Regions from separate parts of the Mus musculus genome. Here region 2 is linked to region 1. The links are chromatin contacts, called in public Hi-C maps. All regions are on one chromosome and are shown on one strand. The core of a region is the stretch at or near the end of the contact, and the rest is flanking DNA. Distances in the headings are between cores, read along the strand shown.

The links. Hi-C and Micro-C count contacts between places; a contact is called where the count stands out from the background.
Region 2: a Hi-C map of muscle stem cells shows a contact between it and region 1, with 1.5 times the contacts expected there. The contact joins two enhancer-like sites. A contact is called at or near these places in 2 of 484 Hi-C or Micro-C datasets (both in muscle stem cells), 2 of 115 datasets of contacts at active chromatin or transcription factors (both in embryonic stem cells) and 1 of 9 other capture datasets (embryonic stem cells).

What each region holds. Positions count from the first base shown.
Region 1 is chr9:49,660,796-49,666,967 of GRCm38.p6, forward strand. All of the region lies in intron 1 of Ncam1 (neural cell adhesion molecule 1), which reads right to left. Among named protein-coding and RNA genes, the nearest start is that of Ncam1, 140 kb to the right of the region's middle. Within about 2 kb of position 2,511, at least 21 of the 459 cell types and tissues checked have an H3K27ac peak or open chromatin away from gene starts, as enhancers often do. A contact at or near this core is called in muscle stem cells, where this site is marked.
Region 2 is chr9:50,002,556-50,008,727 of GRCm38.p6, forward strand. No RefSeq gene overlaps it. Among named protein-coding and RNA genes, the nearest start is that of Gm25633, 180 kb to the left of the region's middle. Within about 2 kb of position 3,411, at least 71 of the 459 cell types and tissues checked have an H3K27ac peak or open chromatin away from gene starts, as enhancers often do. A contact at or near this core is called in muscle stem cells, where this site is marked.

The DNA of each region.
Region 1 (6,172 bases), core at 1,261-3,760:
AGCAGAAGCTGTTTGCCAGCCCAGTCGATGAGCTTAAACAACGTTAAGCCTAAAATGAATCCTATCACTTGATGCAGATGGAAGCTTTGTCTTGAAGTCATTTGAAAACGGGTGCCAATGGACTGGATGGCCCGAGGGTAAAGTCCACCCTGTCTGCTCAGCTGTTCTTTCTGCAGACAGCTTTGCAAGGTTGGGAAGATCCCTCTGAAGAGTGAGTGGAGGCTTCAAGTTATGGTACTATCAATAGTCTACCATCTCTTACCCTTCTCCAATAAAAGCACAAAACACTGAACAAAGGATTCTTTATTATAACATGTTACAGCTAAGCACTGTGGAGGGCTGCAAAGGGCTCCAAGTTAGTGTTGGACAGATCTTGTCAAAACCGTTATCACATACACAGGCAATGGGCATGATCATATGGGGGCACATATTGGCTCAGGAAGCCTACTTTGTTATGTGAAGCCTTGTGGGTTCTCTCTCTCTCTCTCCCTCTCCCTCTCCCTCTCTCTCTCTTTCTCTCTTTTTTTTTTTGCTGCATACACCTGTTTACTTGTAAAGTATTAAGTTACTTGTAAAATAATAAGTAATAATGGAAAACAATTAGTGTGTTTAAACTTATGAGTGAAGAGGTCCTTTGTGTTCTTAGTAGAATGCGCCTTCTTAAATTTAGATCCCCACTGACTTCACACTTCAGAATGATTTGAGGGTAAATTTTATGCTGTGTGGCATTTCCCACAACTTAAAGAAAGAGGGAAAGAGAAGCAATGGGAAGGAGAGGTCCTACCATTTAGCTAGGCAGAATCTCTGAGTCAAAGATTGGCCAGGTTTCTACCATTGTTAGCTGTTTTAAACAAAAGCTGTTTCTCAGCTAGCACATGCAAATATCCCTTGTTCAGAGCCTCCCCAAACAGAGGGGAGAGAAGAAGAACGCGTACCCAACAGAGACCTCATTGTTGCATCCTTTGCTCTTGTGCTCTCCTTCTAGAACAATTTGGAAATTCACTTTGTTAGCAGTTAATGGTAGGATACATTAGCCCTGGTTTTCTAGTCATCCTGTTCCTTACAGAATCTGACACTGCTGGCTTCCTTCACAAGAAGGGGGACGAACAGCTCCCCCCCCCATATGTTGTTTGATGCCCAAAACAACTGATAAGAACTGAAACGTCCAGAAGTCCTGTCTGGAGGGACCAAGAACTCAACCACGAATTCCCAGCTGACACATCAACATCTCTGCCTACATGTTTTGAGCACTTGCCAAGAAAATAGAGGCAAAAATGTGTGGTCCAACTTTTGGCTTTCCACCAAAAATATCACCTCAGTAAAGCTTTCTTTACATAGGTCTTAAGTCCAAGTAGCTTTGTGCCATTGACGATGGCCATCCAGACTGAAAAGGACTTTTGATTTGTACCGTCTCTGCATTACATTTGCGAGGGAAGGTAGATGAACAGAGAGCCATGCTGCTGCAATTCCTCTCTACCCACTTCTGTTCAAAGGTGATGATGATTCTACAGAGCAGCTGCCCCTCGAGGAAGAAGCAACAGTTCTCAGCCTTCCTAGCACTGAGACCTTTCTGTACGGTTCCTCATGTTGTGGTGACCCTCAACCATAAGATGATTTTTTTGTTGTTGCTACTCTAACTGCAATTTTGCTACTGTTAGGAACTGCAATGTAAATATCAGATATTTATGATGGTCTTTGGTTGCAACCCCTAGGTTGCAACTGCTGGAATAGATTGTATTTTCCAAAATTATCTATTTGTAGGCTTGTGAGGTGGTTCAGAGGCTCAAGGAGCATGCCACCAAGTCTGCTCACCAGAGTCCACTCCCAAGGACCCCCATGGTGGGAGGAGAAAACTGACTTCCATAGACTGTTTGATGGCCTCACTATGTGCATACATACTATGTGAACAGTCACTAACACCCACAATAAATGCATAACGATCATTCAAAGAGTAAAAATATATTTACCATACATATTAAATACAACTCTAAAATAGAAGCTCTAAGGGTAAAAACGCAACATAGTTTCCTGCTGATTTGCCAGACATAAACAGTCAAGAAATCTCTATTGTTGGACAACCCATTGAATGAATGAATGAATGAATGGTGACTTCCAACTGGAAGCTAGAACCCATGCTCTCACCTCCCAGTGCAGAATCACTTGCATAGCCACAATACTTGCCTGGGGTACTTGATGCTCTCTGAATATTTTGGCTCAAGTCTTCCACCAGGGGGAGCAGGGCCACCACCCCAGAGGTCACGTGATGTAAAACCTCAGGTGATGTCAAAAGAGGATGACCAAGTTCCTAAACATAGGGGCAAGGGAGGGTAAGGGATTTAAATCCAAACTGGGCGGAAGAAGAGGAAGAAGGCATAAGATGGCTAAAGCCAAATTAGATCTTGTTTTGCTGCCAAGGGCTTGGGAAGCAGCAGAGCCTCCTGACGCAGGGAGCCTGGTCTTCTATGCAGCCGTCTCCTGGTTACTAATGTGAGTTATCCCTGGCACAACACAGCTCATCTCCAAGGCAGAAAGCAGAGTGACCACAGGCAACCACTCTGAAATTCTCAGCTGCCATGCTCTGAGCCCATTCTGTTTGTGTCTCACACCCCAGAGACAAGATCAGTTAGTTATTGGAGTTGGTTTCGGCCCAGCAGGAGTAGCTGTGGTGACTTCATTTTAAACTTTAGGCTGTGATGCTATCAAAGAAAAAAAATTCTCCAGAAAAGCAACATTCCATCCCCGGAGGCCACAGTTGGGAAACAGTCAAGGCCTCTATTTTCCTCCCCAGGAAAACTCAAACCACAAAAGGAGAGAGGTGGAATTCCAACGCATTAAAATGTATGATTTAAAAGTAACTGCAGAGCCCTTCCTAAACCTCTCAGCATGGCAATGGGAGATCCTGCAGTGGACAGCAAATGCAGGGAGATTGAAAAGGACAGATGTGGCTGATTTGGTCACATTTCCTGCTCACCATCTAGATCCTGACCAAGTCCTCTCAAAGGAAAAACAATCCATGAATGAGACTTCACATGCATCATGATTAAAAGACAAACAAACAAAAAAACAAAAACAAAGAAAATACCACAAACCCCAGAGCTGTCTCACACTAAAGGATCGGGACTTAAGTTTAATTTAGCTAATGAGGCTTTGGAGAGTCAGTTATCCTCCCAAGGCTGCTGACGCCAGCAGGACAGCAGAAGAAACTCCATATTTCAGCAGGAGTCCCACCCTACCAGGCGCCACACAGAATGGGACAAACCTGTAGATCCAACTTAGAACATTCCTGGGAGCCCGGTCATGGGTATAACCGCCAAGCAGACATGAATCAGAATAGCCCAAGAGGCGCCCACAGGATCTTCCAGGTCTATTTTAGGTAATGATCGGAGCCAACAGAAAGTTATATAGAATTCTAGAGAGAAACATAGTCAGCAAAGCCAGATGCACAATGATGCGTTCCTAGGGTGTAAGACAACCAACCACGTCTCCTTAAGTTGTCCACTGTACCCTGCCATATTCATAGCACCAGGCCAACATCAGTAACTTACAGACCCACCCTTTAGCCTTACCTACAAAGAAACCAGAGACTTAGCCCCTTTTGTAAAGCTGCCACTGGAACACACATTAGCCTAGTGAAATAGTATAGCTAATTGAACCCTTTCCAACAGTTGGGGCATCTTGCACACAAGATGGCAGCTCTCAGTTTCAATCTCACTCCTCCAAGCAGAGAGGTTTTCATGATATCAACAAGTACTTAAACACACACACACACACACACACACACACACTCATGCATCCACACACAAGAAATACTAAACTATCCAGCAGATAATGTTTACATATTCACACACACATATGTATATGTATATATATATATATATATATATATATATATATGTATGTATATATATGTATATATATGTATATATACACACACGCACACACACACACACACACACATACAGAGAAATGACTTAATCATCAAAGAAGAGATCATGAATTTGGAAGGGAGACATGGGGAGGGGCTGGAAAGCAGAGAAGGATGGACATGATGTAAAAATTTAGGACCCATGTATGAAATTCTCAAGAATATATTTTAAAATCATGAACTGTTTAAAGTAAAAATAAACCAAAACCCAGAACAAAAACCAAACAAGCAAAGCACCCCGCATAGATGAGGCAGAGAAGGTGATAACTCTGAGGCAGTCGAAAGGCGGTGGCTATATTACACCAGACCCAGGGAGAAGTGTTCCCAATGACTGTGGAGCAATCTTCTGCCATGGCATGTAAACAATGAGCCTTGTCAAATTTTTCTTATTTTTCATTATAGGAAACTTTAAGTGTCACAATACTTCAAGCGTACGGCATGGATGGGAAACGGGATGGCACAGCGCTCCCCAGCGATGGTAAATCAAGTGCTCTGTCTGGCAGGAAAAATGTCATTAGCCTGAGAAGCGATCTGGCTGATGTCATTTGTGAAACAGGGTAATACATCCATTTAAATTTATGGGAAAAAAACAATTGATTGTATTTCCTACCATCTACTTTTTGAGGTCAAAAGGAAAATATTTATTACACCTTTTAGAAGAAATAGCATTCATTACCCTCTCGGAAAAATAAGTTGCAATAGAGTAAACATTTCCACTGGCATATTGTGAAAAACAGTTTGTTGTTAGACATCTGGTTGTGAAGGGGTCACATTGGCTCACATGAATCATTAGGGTGGAACACAGCTCCCCCGCCGGCTCTCTCACAAGCTCTGGTGGTGCCCTCGCTATATATTCAACTCAAGGTCAGGGGAAACACATTCTTCAGCTACCCGATAGCTATAGCTAGCAGGCTAACAACAGAATGTTCCCAAAGAGGGTATCCAGGCAGTTTAGCAGCCAAAGCTCTTGGAGAGATGCTCTTTTCTTCTCCCAGTGATCACATACTAGCAGTGTTTAAAAAGATCTACTCCAAGAACACTCCAGCAGAAGCTAATCTAAGTAACACCTAATTTTTATTCAAATAGCTGTGCTTAGTTTTAAGGGTAGAGGCAAACATCCATTAACCAAAAAGGGCACTTCAGATATATTTTTAGTAAAGCAATGGCTACAAGACAAAATAAGATAATCTATTGTTAGAGGGTGTGTTTTATATTACGTTTCATATTATACATTATGTGTATATGTGTAGTGAATATACACAAGAAAATGGTGGAAGAATGTATGAGTAGAAGTCAAGAATGAGTAACTTTTCAATCACAGTTACTGAGGAATAAAAGCGTGTTTGTACCGGCTGGTTTTGTGTGTCAACTTGACACAAGTTGGAGTTATCACAGAGAAAGGAGCTTCCCACTGTAAGGCATTTATTTTCTCAATTAGTGATCAAGGCAGGGAGGGCTTCTTGTGCATGGTGCCATCATTGGGCTGGTAGTCTTGGGTTCTATAAGAAAGCAAGCTGAGCAAGCCAGGGGAAGAAAGCCAGTAAGTAACATCCCTCCATGGCCTCTGCATCAGCTCCTGCTTTCTGACCTGCTTGAGTTCCAGTCCTGACTTCCTTGGTGATGAACAGCTGTATGGAAGTGTAAGCCGAATAAACCCTTTCCTCCCCAACTTGCTTCCTGGTCGTGATGTTTGTGCAGGAATAGAAACCCTGACTAAGACATGTGTTCTTTTTCTTTTCACTTTTTCATCTTTTCATTTTCTTCCTTCCTTCCTTCCTTCCTTCCTTCCTTCCTTCCTTCCTTCCTTCCTTCCTCCTTCCCTCCCTCCCTCCCTCCCTCCCTCCCTCCCTCCCTCCCTCCCTCCCTCCCTCTCTCTCTCTCTCTCTTTCTTTCTTTCTTTCTTTCTTTCTTTCTTTCTTTCTTTCTTTCTTTCGCAGGGTTTCTCATTGGCCTGGTAAGCTCATCTGTCTCCCTTAAGAGTTAATGTTAAGAGGTGCCAGGATTGGTGTGATTTAGGTAAAAATGTTAGCCTTGCTAACTATGAGGTATGAATGATACTGGGCAGGCTGTTTATTATGTCCTAACTTCAGTGTGCTCATTTTAAAAATAACGATTAAAACAGAGCTTATCTCACAGAACTGTTATAAAACTTACATGAGACTGTTGTGGTCATCTTCTCTTTCTTGATATCCAACTTCAAAAACATTTGGGGAATATACACTAAAAAGCCCTGAATCTTTATGCACA
Region 2 (6,172 bases), core at 2,161-4,660, 340 kb after region 1:
TTGGAGGGATAAGTATGTCCAGTGCTAGTCAATGAGAATGACCTCATCAGCTACCTCAAAGTAGTACTTCCCTTGTGTTTTAGAAGCACACAGAGACTCACATAGCTGCCTGAGGATATAAGAACCAGAACTGAGATGTAGACCCAGAATTCTAGGCTAGCAGCTCATCAGGTCTGGTCACTAAAGTTGCAAATGAAGGAGAGTCAGAGAAGTTTCCAGAGTTCTCCTGAGCTCGAAGCAATAAGTCAAGACTCTTTCCTGCTTCTTGCTCCCTTCTCCCTGCCCTTGCCATATGTCATGATATTGGTCAATGCAGACAGCATGAATGAGCTCAAATTATAATCAGAACTTTGCCGTTCCCAAACAACTCTTTGTCTAGATAGCCTGCAGAGGCGAGGCCCGCCCACTCAGCAAAGCCTGACATCCCCTTTCTCACAATAGATGCTCTTTCAGGCCAAGGCACTACCGTTTCCTTCTGGTATTGAATGCGTGGGTATTGGGGGCAAAAGGTGGCTGGCAACAAGGCAACAGAAAAGAAAAAGGCACTGGAAAGATGCCTAAGCGTAGATCATCCTAAGGTTGGACTCAGACACTAGGGAAGCATGGATGAATCACTTAGGATATCCTTCACCATTGGCCTTACACCCCAGACTTTTACATTGACCAAGCAAAAGCTCATTGACTTCCTGCTCTGACTCCATTCTCTTTACCATGTAGGGAAGTGGTTTCCAGAGTCAGAATCATGGCAGCTGCAAGAAATCTTTATTTCCTGGCTGCACCAAAGGGACTGGACTCTGTGGAAAAGACCACACATCCATCAGGGTGTTTCTCAGCTCCCCTGGTGTTTCCAGAGTGCAGCCAGTTAAGACTCCTACATTAGAATATTCCTGTGCCAATGGCCCCAACCCTCCTTAGCTGGCTGGAGAACCTCTACTGCCTGTGTCCTCATGGGCTTGAGACTTTTATTGCACAAGTATACCCACCCTTGAGCAACTCCCCGGACCCACAGGAAGGCAACATGCTCTAAACTCTTGCTTCTTTCTCATCTCACTTCCTAGTCATGGTTTGAAGCTCTTTCTCCTCCCCCCCCCCCCCCGCAACTTTGGCTTATAACTTGGCTTGTGATCAGTCCAGCTGTCTTCCTGGCACCCTCTTTTGATGGAGATGGTTGACCTGATTGTGTTGCTCTGTAAAACTATTCATCATAAGGCTCTTGAGAGTGGGGGGGGGGGATCATTGCTTCTAACAGTGATTTCTGTGTATCTCTTCCTACAGTACTTAGTAAAGTGCTGACTAAGTAACATAGCGATCCAAAGCCTGAGGATGTGTGGTGGCTGTTGATAGTTTAGATGGAGTCAAGTTGGAGCTTCTGAAGGCTGCTAGGTCTATACTGGACCTCTTATTTAGAGACTGTTTCATATTGGCTATAGAAAAAGAAATGTCCATATTCTATTTTTTAGAGCTCTTTTCTTCTTTGTGGGAATACCAGGGATCAAAAGAATTAAGGCAATGCCTATGGGAAATTTGGTGGGGACCAGGCACAAAGAGTGACAACTTACTGCTAACAGGTGCCCCCTCCCAGCACTGAACTTTGTGGCCGGTGCTTTACATGTAGCTGTGCACACTGGTCACACTGATTAAACAGCCCCAAAGCTCAGACAGATCATTTGTCCAAGGCAAATGACAGCACTCCAAAGGAGCATGTGGTCTGTCATAGCCGGGTTCATGTCAGAGCAGACTTCAGGTGGAGAGGAGCTATAGGTGGCTGTTTCTATCCTTGCTGTGTGACAGAATTCCTCACACTAATGACAGTGGCTGAGGTGCCAATCAAGTACATCATCATGTTTTTTTTTTTTTTACAAAAGAGATACAAGTTCACATTCTTACGAAGCTTGGAGATATAGATGTCGAAGACATAATCTGCCGTTGTCTGTATATATAATCATGGTTGTGGTAGTGGCAGCATTTTCTAGGGAGGCAAATTGGTTGCCATAATTAGAAGCCAACTCAAACCATTATAGTGGAATTGGGGACTGCACTGAAAGTTGCAGGTTTGTGTTCTCATAGTCAAAGGAAAGGATAGGACTAGGCCCCATCCAGTGGTTGCATTGTGATTTATTGATGCAGATACTAGCAATCTGCAGATACTAGCAATATCTTCCTGTATGTCTCTCTTTCTAATGGCATTTCCTCTGACGGCTACAGGCAGGTTTCCTTTTCTGAAGTCCACACCACATAACACTGAGTTCCTAAACTATGATCCCAGCTGTGTGACAGGCTCACCACATTCCTAAATTTGTGGAAAAGGACTCTAAATGTCCAATGTCAGTCATATGATTCTAGGTGGTGCCCCGCTTTTGAACTGGGAACTGGGGTGGACACCACCTCCTAGATAGGAATGACATTGACAGAAAAAGGGAGGTTGATTAAATATAGGAAAGATGTACTAACTAAGAATACTGGCGTGCCTTGTGATTTATTGATGCAGATACTAACAACATGTTTTACTCTAGTCTACAGCAGTTTCTCCAGGTGGGCCTTGACATTCTTCTTTTACTGGGATGAAAAGTTTGGAAAACTGGGCATGTTAAGGTCCTAGGACTCTGTTCCTGGTAGTGGATGCCAGAATTCTTGAAAATCCTAGGCAGTTTCTAGGCACGCTTAGTCTCCAGTGTTTGCTCCTCCCTCTCCCTCTCCCTCTCCCTCTCCCTCTCCCTCTCCCTCTCCCTCTCCCTCTCCCTCTCCCTCTCCCTCTCCCTCTCCCTCTCCCTCTCCCTCTCCCTCCCCCTCCCCCTCCCCCTCCCCCTCCCCCTCCCCCTCCCCCTCCCCCTCTTCCTCCCCTCCCTCTCTCTTTCTCACATAAACACATTCTTTCCCTCCCCTCCTCCCTCCCTCCCTCCCTCCCTCCCTCCCTCCCTCCCTCTGTATGTGTGTGTGCACCTTTGTATCTCTGTGTGTGCATGTCTGTTTGTGCATATATCTGTGCATCACTGTGACTCTGTGTCTGTGCTTATGTGGTATGTCTGCGTGCTTGTGTAAATGTTCCTATATGTGTGTGAAAGTATGTCTGTGTATGCACGTGTGTATGTGTCTCTGTACTTGTGTATGTCTCTCTGAATATGTATGTACATTTCTGGGTACGTATAACTGTGTGTCTATGTATACATGTTTGTGTGTGCATGCCTATGTTTATATGCTTTCGTGGGTTTCTTCTTGGAGAGAGGCTCATGCTTGTTCGCTATAGAAGATTAACCATCTAGACCGTCTCCAACCTTCTAGACCATGCTCACTCTTCCGTGGCTGAATGAGATTCTGACCTGCTTATTTTTCAGCAGAGAGGGAATGTGCAGCCTGAGCCTGGCAGCCTGAGTCAGCTGCAGGCAGTGGCCTGGCAGCCTTGGACAAAGACTTTCTGTATCAGCCAGGAATGCACTGACCTCGCTGTGGCTTTCCTCTACTGGCTTGCATTTATGTTAAGCAGAAGGGAGGGAGAGCTGGTTTGGAGCTCTGTGTCTGTGCCTGCGGAACTGCCTGGTCACGTACTTCATACATCCCTGTCTCTCAACAACTGCTGTGACCTGGAGCTATAGCTCTGGGTCAGTGCTCTGTGGGTAAAGTGGAGACTCAGCAGAGCTGAAGGTCTCAGCTGACTGAGGAGCTAGGAGTCTGGAGTGGCAGGCAGAACCAAGGAAGGGCTGGGGGTGAAGACCTGGTTTCAGCCTTGTTTTCCCCAGCTGGTTGTGGGGTTCATAGCAGCATTTGATATTTCAGTTCTCAGGAATGTGAGGCCTCATGAAACCACAGACAGGGCTAGGAGACCTGATGTGTCACTATTCTCATCTTCCCCGTGTCCTAGGAGGGAACCCTGGCTTAGAAAACCTGTGACAATAGGTATAGTGGTCTTGCTCAGGCATGCACAGAAATGGGTCCAAAGGATGTCATCTGAGGGCGGTTTGCTGCTGGAGCTGGAAGATGTGGGTGAATTGTCTTTGCTCTGGTTTTGATTGGTCATAGACTACTTTGGGTCTTAGTCACCTCTGTTATCAAAGATTAACCATCTAGACCATCTCCAAGCTTTCCTTAGTTGTGACATGCTGTGGATAGCTAAAGAAGTCTAGGGAACCCCCAATACACACGTCTGCTATGCATTTGCATAGCAGATGGGTTCATAGAGACCCATATTAGCCTATATTGTGCCAATGTTATGGGAAGAATATTTGGTGTGTGTGTGTGTGTGTGTGTGTGTGTGTGTGTGTGTGTGTGTGTGTTTAAGGAAGAGAGGGGGAATTGAGACAGGGGTAAAGAAGATAAGGAGATTAAGAATGGGATTCCAGGAATGTGTCACACATTAATAGGTTCTCATAAACTAAAGCCATCAAGCCTTCTGCAGAAAATACAAGGGTGGGTAATAAAGCTGAAATAACAGTAAGGATGGTTTTAAATCCTTCCTATTTCAGGGCACAGTCACTCTATTGACTCAGGGTTTGTCACAAATGTTGGTTCAGAAATCAGCAACCTCTTCTTACTCCATCCCTTTGCCTGCTGGGGACATCCAGCCTCTGGTGCAGGCTCATCTAGATCTTCCCACCCTGGTCACTGCCATGAGGCTGCCAGTTGTCCTTCATTTTGAACCTACTTCATGGTGGCTTAAAAAACATCTGAGGACTTGACACAAAACCTGGGGTGGCAGGTCACATGTATTTGTCATCAAAGTGGGAAGGGTGTTTGTACAGGTGACTCCTTCTCCTGGGGATCTTGGCAGTTTTGGTGAGTGTAGTAAGAGCTAGACTTAATCTACTGGGGGATTTATTCCTTTTTAATTTGTAAGTGACACTTTCCTTAGACATCTAGCAGGGCTGGCTGGAAACAGTGAAGCTCATGTCTGAGGATGAGTTATACCCAGACACCAAGCTGCAATGTAGCCAGTTATGCAGAATATTCTGACGTCTAGTTGGGTGGTGGGTGGAGAAGAAGAGATCAGGGCGGTCCTCTGTCAAGAGCTCTTTTCTTTTACCTGATTCTGATTGTGGGTCTGTCGAACCCTGATCTGGCCCCACCAGGAAGGCGGAATGTAGACTCAGGAATGAGAGCAGACAGTGCAGCTTTGCCATCATCGCCTGCAGCTGCTCACATCAGGGGTGTATAACATAGCTGCACATACCAAAAAGGATCCATCCATCACACCCCTCTCCTCCTGCACCTTCCATTTTCCCTCCTGATTGTCAGCGCGAAGCTGACACACCACACCAGGGGCTCCTCATAATTGACAGTTCCAAATGGAAAAGGCTATGTGACATTCCCTTTGCTTAGAATGTTTTTATTGGAGACCAGTGTAGTGGTTCGTGCCTGTCATTCCAGCACTCAGGAAGCTGAGGAGAGAGCATTGATATAACTTTGAGGCCAGCTTGTGTTATATAGTGAGCTCTAGGCTAGCCTGGGCTACAGGGAGAGACCTTATTTTTATTTCTTAAAGACAAAAGGTATTTTTATTTTTAAAATGAAAACTTTATTATAAAGAACTTTCAAATAAAAACATCACACAGCAATATTAAGCCTCATCTTGTCAAGAAAGAGAGGTCATGAGGGAAGAAAAAATAGGCAGACAGACAACAGGCTGTCTTCATTGGTAATGGGAGGGTATTTTCTGAGCTCTAAGGCATGGGTTAGAATACTGTCTACCTTCTGAGTTGGATGATAAATTCAAGGACTTATCAAAAGCCCTTCCTCCACAGCTGCTCTCTTTACCTCCTTTGAGTCAGCTTCCCTTCCCCTCCCATCCTAGCTCCACTCTAACATAAATCTGTCCCCTGCCTGAATTGCTTGGATTAGAAAGCAAATTGCACACCACAAATACATGGCTGTTCATTTAAAATTCTTACATTGCAGTCGAGTGAGCAAAGTTATCACAAAAATATACTGAACTTCTACCAACCAACAAAGTAAGGTTGACTATGCAAACACATAGAGATTTTGTTCGGATTGAACAAGGCGGTTGGGGTTGCTCACTTCGGCCTTTTACCCCGGTGTTCTCAGCAGCCTTTTGGTCTTCCCCCTGTGAAAGAGATTTAGCAGAGGAGGCACGCTGGCCAACTTAACAGTCAAAGTGAGAGCTTGCCTTTTGCATGCATCTTCTCATCACAATTGTCTACTGGCTTCCCCACTGGATCTGCCC